Regions from separate parts of the Sus scrofa genome. Here region 2 is linked to region 1. A link is a contact called in public targeted proximity ligation data. All regions are on one chromosome and are shown on one strand. The core of a region is the stretch at or near the end of the contact, and the rest is flanking DNA. Distances in the headings are between cores, read along the strand shown. Region 1 overlaps MICAL3 (F-actin-methionine sulfoxide oxidase MICAL3). Region 2 holds the start of PEX26 (peroxisome assembly protein 26).

Region 1 (3,164 bases), core at 363-2,862:
CCAGGGCCCAGGGTCGCCTGCTTCCCTGCACCCCAGTCCCAGTGTCACTGGGCCTCCAGCGATGCTGACCCCCTAAGAAAGGTGGGCACACTCAAGGCAGGGAGGGAGCTGGCTTGGAGTAACTCACATCAGGCTGAACTCAGGGAGAATGTTTACTTTCTTTTTTGTCTTTTTTCTAGGGCCACACCCACGACACATGGAGGTTCCCAGGCTAGGTGTTGAATCACAGTTGTAGTCGCTGGCCTATGCCACAGCCACATCAATGCCAGATCCGAGCCACGTCTGTGATCTACACGACAGCTCATGGCAACGCTGGCTCCTTAACCTACTGAGCAAGGCCAGGGATCAAACCTGCAACCTCATGGTTCCTAGTCGGATTCATTTCCGCTGTGCCATGACGGGAACTCCGAGAATGTTTACTTTCAAAGGAAGACCCTTCTAACCAGAAAAGTCTGTGGCTGGTGAGGCGGTGGGAGGGAAACCTGGTCTTTCTAGATCCTGACTCAGTTCTAGAAAATGGAAATAAGAATAAACAGGCTGTTTCAACTGCACTGCAATCAGCACCAGCTCTTCTCCTTCAGCACCAGGCTGAGTGTCTTACAGACTCTCTTCCCCAGGTCCAGCATGAGGCCACCTAATCGCACTCTCTAGGGTTGACCTCTGAGTAGCTGCCAAGGCCAGGAGGATCACCCTCTCTGGAACCCATTTTCACGCCTGCCCGGCTTTATCACCTTGAAAGAACAGAACGGAAAGCAAACATATGTATTCAGGCATCTTGTCTATTTGGGGCCCACATCCTTCTGGTGCTCCAGGGACCCTCAGTGGGGCCGGCCTTTCGCAGTGAGCTGGCTGCGACCCAAGGTACAGGGAAGGCAGCTTTGGAACCTCAGAGATTCTGTGGTCTGAGTGTAGGGCCCTAAGCCCTTCTGGTAACCAGGGCTTCCTTAATATAAAGTGACTACCAAAGACCTATAATCGCAGGCAAGGACATTATGTAACAGCAGTGATACAGTGGGAATAGCATTGGTATTTTACAGAGGTACAGAAGAGGAACTCGATCACTTAATACACATATTAGGGACAATTTCATGCGATTAATATATAACCACAGTGAGCGGGTAAGTACAGAGACAGAGGTAAAGAACACAGAAGAGGCAACACAAGCTCTGACCCAACTGTAAGGATTTTTCCAGTAATCACCAGCGTGGCCCCAGGAGCCTGTTCTAAGTTGGCAGAGCTGGGGCCCTGGACCCCTTTCTGTTGAAAGGCACCTGCCCTTGATGCCAACCTGAGTGGTGGACACTTTCAAGGGCAAGGCTGGATTTGCTTGGCTCGAGTTAAGGTTTAGGCATGGGCGGTGACTCAACTGCTCACCCACTATCCTTCCCGGAGGCCCATTAAAATGCCTCAGGGACATTCAGAAAACATTCGTAACTTCTGCAAAGCCACACGGAAGTGTGGCTGGTGAACCTGGAAGTACGGAGGCAGCCCACAAAGTGGGGGGGGGGGACAGGGCAGCTGGGGAGGAGAGCGCCACCCTGGCACACATGGCTGAAACAGCCTGCCCTCCCTACAGGTCCTTGCAGCTGATCTGCATGCTGGCACCTGTCCGCTGGTTGGCTGGCCTAACGTGTAAGGTGAGGCCGGCTCTGGAGCCTCCAAGAGGCTTCCTGAACCCCTCTGCCTGGCTGTCACACGTGAGAAAGGCCCAGCACTACTTCTCTTCCTTTTGTACCTCAAGGGACCCTGTCCCTGTCAGTCTGAAATGGAGGGCAGCTGTCCCACTGCTTTCCTTCCCCAGCTGCTCCCCAGGATCCTTGAGGAGTTTGTAACAGGCAAACAGCCAGAAACTTGAGGAAAAAAAGAGACTGGGCATCAAGAAGTTTCAGAAAGAAACTGAATTGCAAAGGGAATTCTCTAGGGTCTCCCAATGAGTGTCACCCTCCAGTTGGCTGCTTCAGAATGTTGTTATAAACACCAGCATTGTTATAAATCCCTCTACTGCACCCAATAACCTGACTCTGAAGGAAGCAGTGATAGCATCTCAGCAGAGCTGGAAGCCACACAGGGACCCAGGGGCTGCTTTGGGGGGTGGGGTGTGGAGATGATCCTCTCCAGTACAGCGGACACAGACTGAGTGCCTTTTTGGGGCCCAATGTAGCACCAAGGCTGGCCTGTAACTCTGTGGTCGGCACGTGGATTGGCACCAGAGGCCCTGTGGCCGACGTCACAGCATGTATGGAAAGTGGTAGGCCCAGCCCTCCAGGCCTGAGCAGCCAAGCAGAACTGGGTACCCTGGCTCTGTGTCCAGGTCACAGAAAGAGACGGAGCTGGAAGGACAGGTCACTGCACCCCAGGCAACGGCCTCAAGGCAGAGGAGAAGCACCTCACTGTTCCCAGGCCCCAGGCAGACCCGGGCTCAGGGTGCTCTTTCTGTCCCTCCACCTGCTCTGGTCCCCAGGCCTTCAGACGGCCTGATGGCATGGAAGGACAAGCACAGCCTCTTCCACACTCTTGTCTACCTACAGCTGCTTACACAGCACAATGTCTTCCATCATGCCACCCCCAAACAGGGGCCCCTCCATTAATGGGAACCTGTATTTTAGCTATAAACACCCCGTTTCCCCATTTTAATACACCTATATTCTTTTGACCCCAGGCCAGGAGTGATATAGTCCTGAAGCACACTGGTTTCAAGCCCACTCCCAAGACCTGCCTGAGCAACCCCTTCCCACCCTCCAATCAGGAAAAGGGGGAAGAAAAGAAATACTCAGAAACCTGAAGATTGTTTGGAATTTATTCTCTTAAATAAGAATGGTAACACTTGTTTAAAAAAAAAAAAATTAAAAGCACAACACCTTAGTTTCACAGTAACGGAAAAACAGTTACACAATTAAATAAAAAACAACTCACAAAGAAACACACCATAACTCACAACAGCAGAAGTTAAAAACAAGGGCAAACATGAGGTTTTATGGAAGGAAAGCCAGAGGTGGACAGGCGAGGCGTTCCTGGCACAATGCTGGCCTCTCTGTAACCACTGCCAGGGACCTGCTGGCTGCCTGCCCCCCGCCTCTACCCTCGGCTCAACAGCCCAGGGAAAGAGGGGTGCAGAACCCCTTAATTCACTGCTCAGGCCTGCCTGAAGCCCCTTTCAGGAGAGA
Region 2 (3,220 bases), core at 640-3,139, 200 kb after region 1:
ACCACAGCTGTGACCTGCACCACAGCTGCAGCAATGCCAGATCCTTAACTCACGGCCCCGGGGCTGGCGATGGAACCCCAATCTCTGCAGCAGGAACTCCACCACCACTTATTTTATACCAGAGGGAGGGAAGGCTGTTTCATAGCTTGAGTCATGAGCCCTGAGACATTAAGACACTTGGTCACTGTCCCTCAGGTGGAATAAATTAGGACTGCTGTGTCTTAGCTTGAGATGGTCTGGCTTCATTAGATGGTCTGGCTCCATTATGTCAGCACTGTTACTCGGGAATCAGCTGGTGGGCATAAGAGTGCTAAGGGGTAGTGGTGACAGAGAGACCACTGCGTAGGCCCAGGTAGTCAGAGATTGGGCGAAACACAGAAATAGAAAAATCCTATTTTCATATTTTTTTTTTTTTTTTTTTTTTTTTGCAAACTCCCACTTCTTTAAATATCTTGACCTCATTCTAGGGATCACAGCACTGCACGTACTGGCAGGCTTGCTTCTTTTAAGGCTGTGCTGCCATCTCCTGGAAAATCCTGGGCAGAGCAAGAACCTTCTCTAGGATTAAGGAAGGGGCCTTTTTCTGGCAGCAAAAGCTTGGAAGTGGTGCTCCTGGAGGCAGAGGCCTGGTCCTGCCAGTCTCAACTGGCCCAGGCCTGGTCAGGTCTGTATTCTGACGCTACTACTGCTTTTCTGATTTTTCAGGGGAGACTTATAAGCCAATTCTGAGAAACAGTTTTTTGTTTGTTTACAGTCCAGTAATTATGCTATTACTAATGATCTTCATTATTGGCTGTCAAATCTGAGGCAGAACAGATAAAACATTTTGATAAATTCAGCCTTGAACTAATTCACTTTCCAGAGTGGAGTTTGCTCTGTGGGAAGAATATTGCCTGGAGAGAAAGGGGGACTTAGGGTGGACATCAAGTATGTGTTGGTCCCAAGGGCAGTGATTTCACCAATGGAGGCTAGTTCTGAGCATGAAAAGCACATTTTCTCTCTGCTCTACTTCAACCCTGGATTTACTGCTAGAAAACAAAGTTAAACGTAGTCACTGTTGTCACATCCAAGTTCTCTTTAAGCATTTATCACCATCTGACATACCACTGTATTTATTTTTAATTTTGCTCCCCTCTTTCACTATGATGGAAGCTCCACAAAGGAGGACATTTTTGTCTCCTTCGTTCATGTGGGATCCTCAGTGTTTAGAACAAGGCTGGCACTTAGTAGGTGTTAAATATCCACGGAAAAAGTGAAGTCCTGGCTTTATCACCTTATGCCATTATGGGGTCCACACTTCTCATCCCCAGAGTCTGATGGATTTTGTGCTTCTGCCTCAGCTTTCCAGGAGGACTTTTTGCAGAGGGTGGAAGGCCCTGGCTGGTGACCATGGAAGGGGATGCTGAGGCAGGCAGGTGCTGACCCTGTGCCTGGCCTGTCCGATTTAATCACAAGGGCAACGTTTTGGAGAGAGTGCAAATGGTAGGGAACTGGGAGGAACTGAAGCTCAGGGCTTAGCACAAACCTAGGAGGCTCTTCAAAGCCTGAGTGAAGCACAGAATATAATAATAAATGTAACTTCTGTATCTGTGTAAAATTACTTAATAATTACTATTAAAGCCAGGACGTATTGAATACTTACTCTGACTCAGTCCTTTACTGTAAACTGCATTACACACTGTACGGCTTTTTCACGGAATATCTATCTGGCATAAGACACGGAGGCTCAGTGTGGATCCCTGGACACAAGCGGACACAGCCCATCCGGCAGAGCGCGGTGGCCAAGCTCCTGCCCTTGGCTGGCTGTGTTTTTGCCACCTGCCAGTTGTGGGACCGGCAGCAAAACAAAAGAAGGAAGGACTGACGGGTGCTGGGCGGGGCCCGGGAGGAGGCGGTTCACAGACGCCCTCTCCTGCTCGCCGCCGGAGCCGTGTCCCTACAGAATCCAGGAGCTAGAGAAGCCGGAGGCCAGAGCCTCGGCCCGCAACAAGTACCCACCTCACCTCCCACAGCCCGCGGCTTGGGTCGGCTGGCTTCCTCCGACTGTGACGGCTTCTGGGGCGCCGTATGCCGGGGCTTGTAGTCCGAAGCCCCCCATCTGCGCCCCGGAGCGGGGCCGCTCCAGGAGCAAGACTACAACTCCCAGAGTGTCCCGCGCCGCCGGGCGCCGCTCTGCGCGCGCAGCGAAGCTGTCGGCGCCCACGTTCCCGCGCCGCTGGCGGCGGCTCAGCCCCTGGAGAGGGTCGGGGCAGACTCCTTCCCGGGCTCGGGGGTTCCAGTCCTTGTCGTGAGGCTGCGTCTCCAGGGACGCAGTGCTCTGCATATCCGAGGGTGCCAGGCTGTCCCTCGCTGGAGCCGCAGACAAGCCCAGCCGCGCCAATCTTTCCTTTACGGGCTGCGGCCTCGGGCGGTTCGTGGGCCAGGCTGTGAGGACCCTCTCTTCTCCCAGGCCGCACCGGACACCCTGCAGCCCCCAGAGGGCGGTCGCCCGGCGCCCGCCTATGAGGAGTGACCCCGCGACCTCTGCAGCCCCCCTGAGGGGGCTTGGGGGCCCCCTGCGGAGCAGCGAGCCGGTGCGCTCCTCCCCGGCCCCATCGGCAGCCGCACTTCTGCTGGAGGAGGCGGCCGACTTGCTGGTGGTGCACCTGGACTTTGCCGCGGCGCTCCGCACCTGCGAACGCGCGTGGCAGGGCCTGGCGGAGGAGCCCGCGGGCGCGTACGTGCTGGGCTCGGCTCCCTTCGGGTGACGGTGGGAGGGGCACCAGTCCCCAGGACTCTTGCCCTCCGATTGTTGGCGGAAGTCTTACTCCTTGCTTTCCTCAGGGGTGCCTGACCTTGTGCCCATTTTCTGAGGAGAAAGGGGAGGCACTGCCCGTTGAGGAGGAAGCAGTTGAGTCGTGTCACAGGGCTTAGTGGGAACCCACAGCCAATTCTTTCTCCCTGTTCCAGGGCAGAATGACATGAAGGGAAGACAGGATTGTATTGTTCAGTTGCTCCAGTAAGCAGGTGGTGGGAGGCTTGTCGAAGGTACACCCTCCACTGAGTTGTCCCCTTCTCACTTTGGCTGATGAGTGGGGATGGGGTTCAGGGCAGGAGTAGTGTTCCAGTTCTATTGAAGGGTCGGATCAAAGAATTAGAAACCTTGGTCTTGCGCTGCTTTTTCTAATGCTGCCGTCCTCTCTGGTAGTTGAAGGCATAATTTCTCTGTGGATTGTAAGGT

Evidence for each region.
Region 2: a targeted proximity ligation map of skeletal muscle shows a contact between it and region 1, with 15 times the contacts expected there. A contact is called at or near these places in 3 of 5 promoter capture datasets (fetal skeletal muscle and liver), 26 of 47 Hi-C or Micro-C datasets (alveolar macrophages, brain, embryonic fibroblasts and 14 more) and 2 of 2 datasets of targeted methods (alveolar macrophages and skeletal muscle).

The regions. Positions count from the first base shown.
Region 1 is chr5:69,934,734-69,937,897 of Sscrofa11.1, forward strand. The region is part of intron 25 of MICAL3 (F-actin-methionine sulfoxide oxidase MICAL3); the gene reads right to left. Among named protein-coding and RNA genes, the nearest start is that of BID, 80 kb to the left of the region's middle.
Region 2 is chr5:70,131,135-70,134,354 of Sscrofa11.1, forward strand. PEX26 (peroxisome assembly protein 26) reads left to right here and starts at 1,890. Exons shown (of 5, transcript XM_003126596.4): 1 at 1,890-2,716. The coding sequence starts at 2,502. It overlaps MICAL3 (F-actin-methionine sulfoxide oxidase MICAL3), which reads right to left and starts at 1,835. Exons shown (of 40, transcript XM_021092508.1): 1 at 1,643-1,835.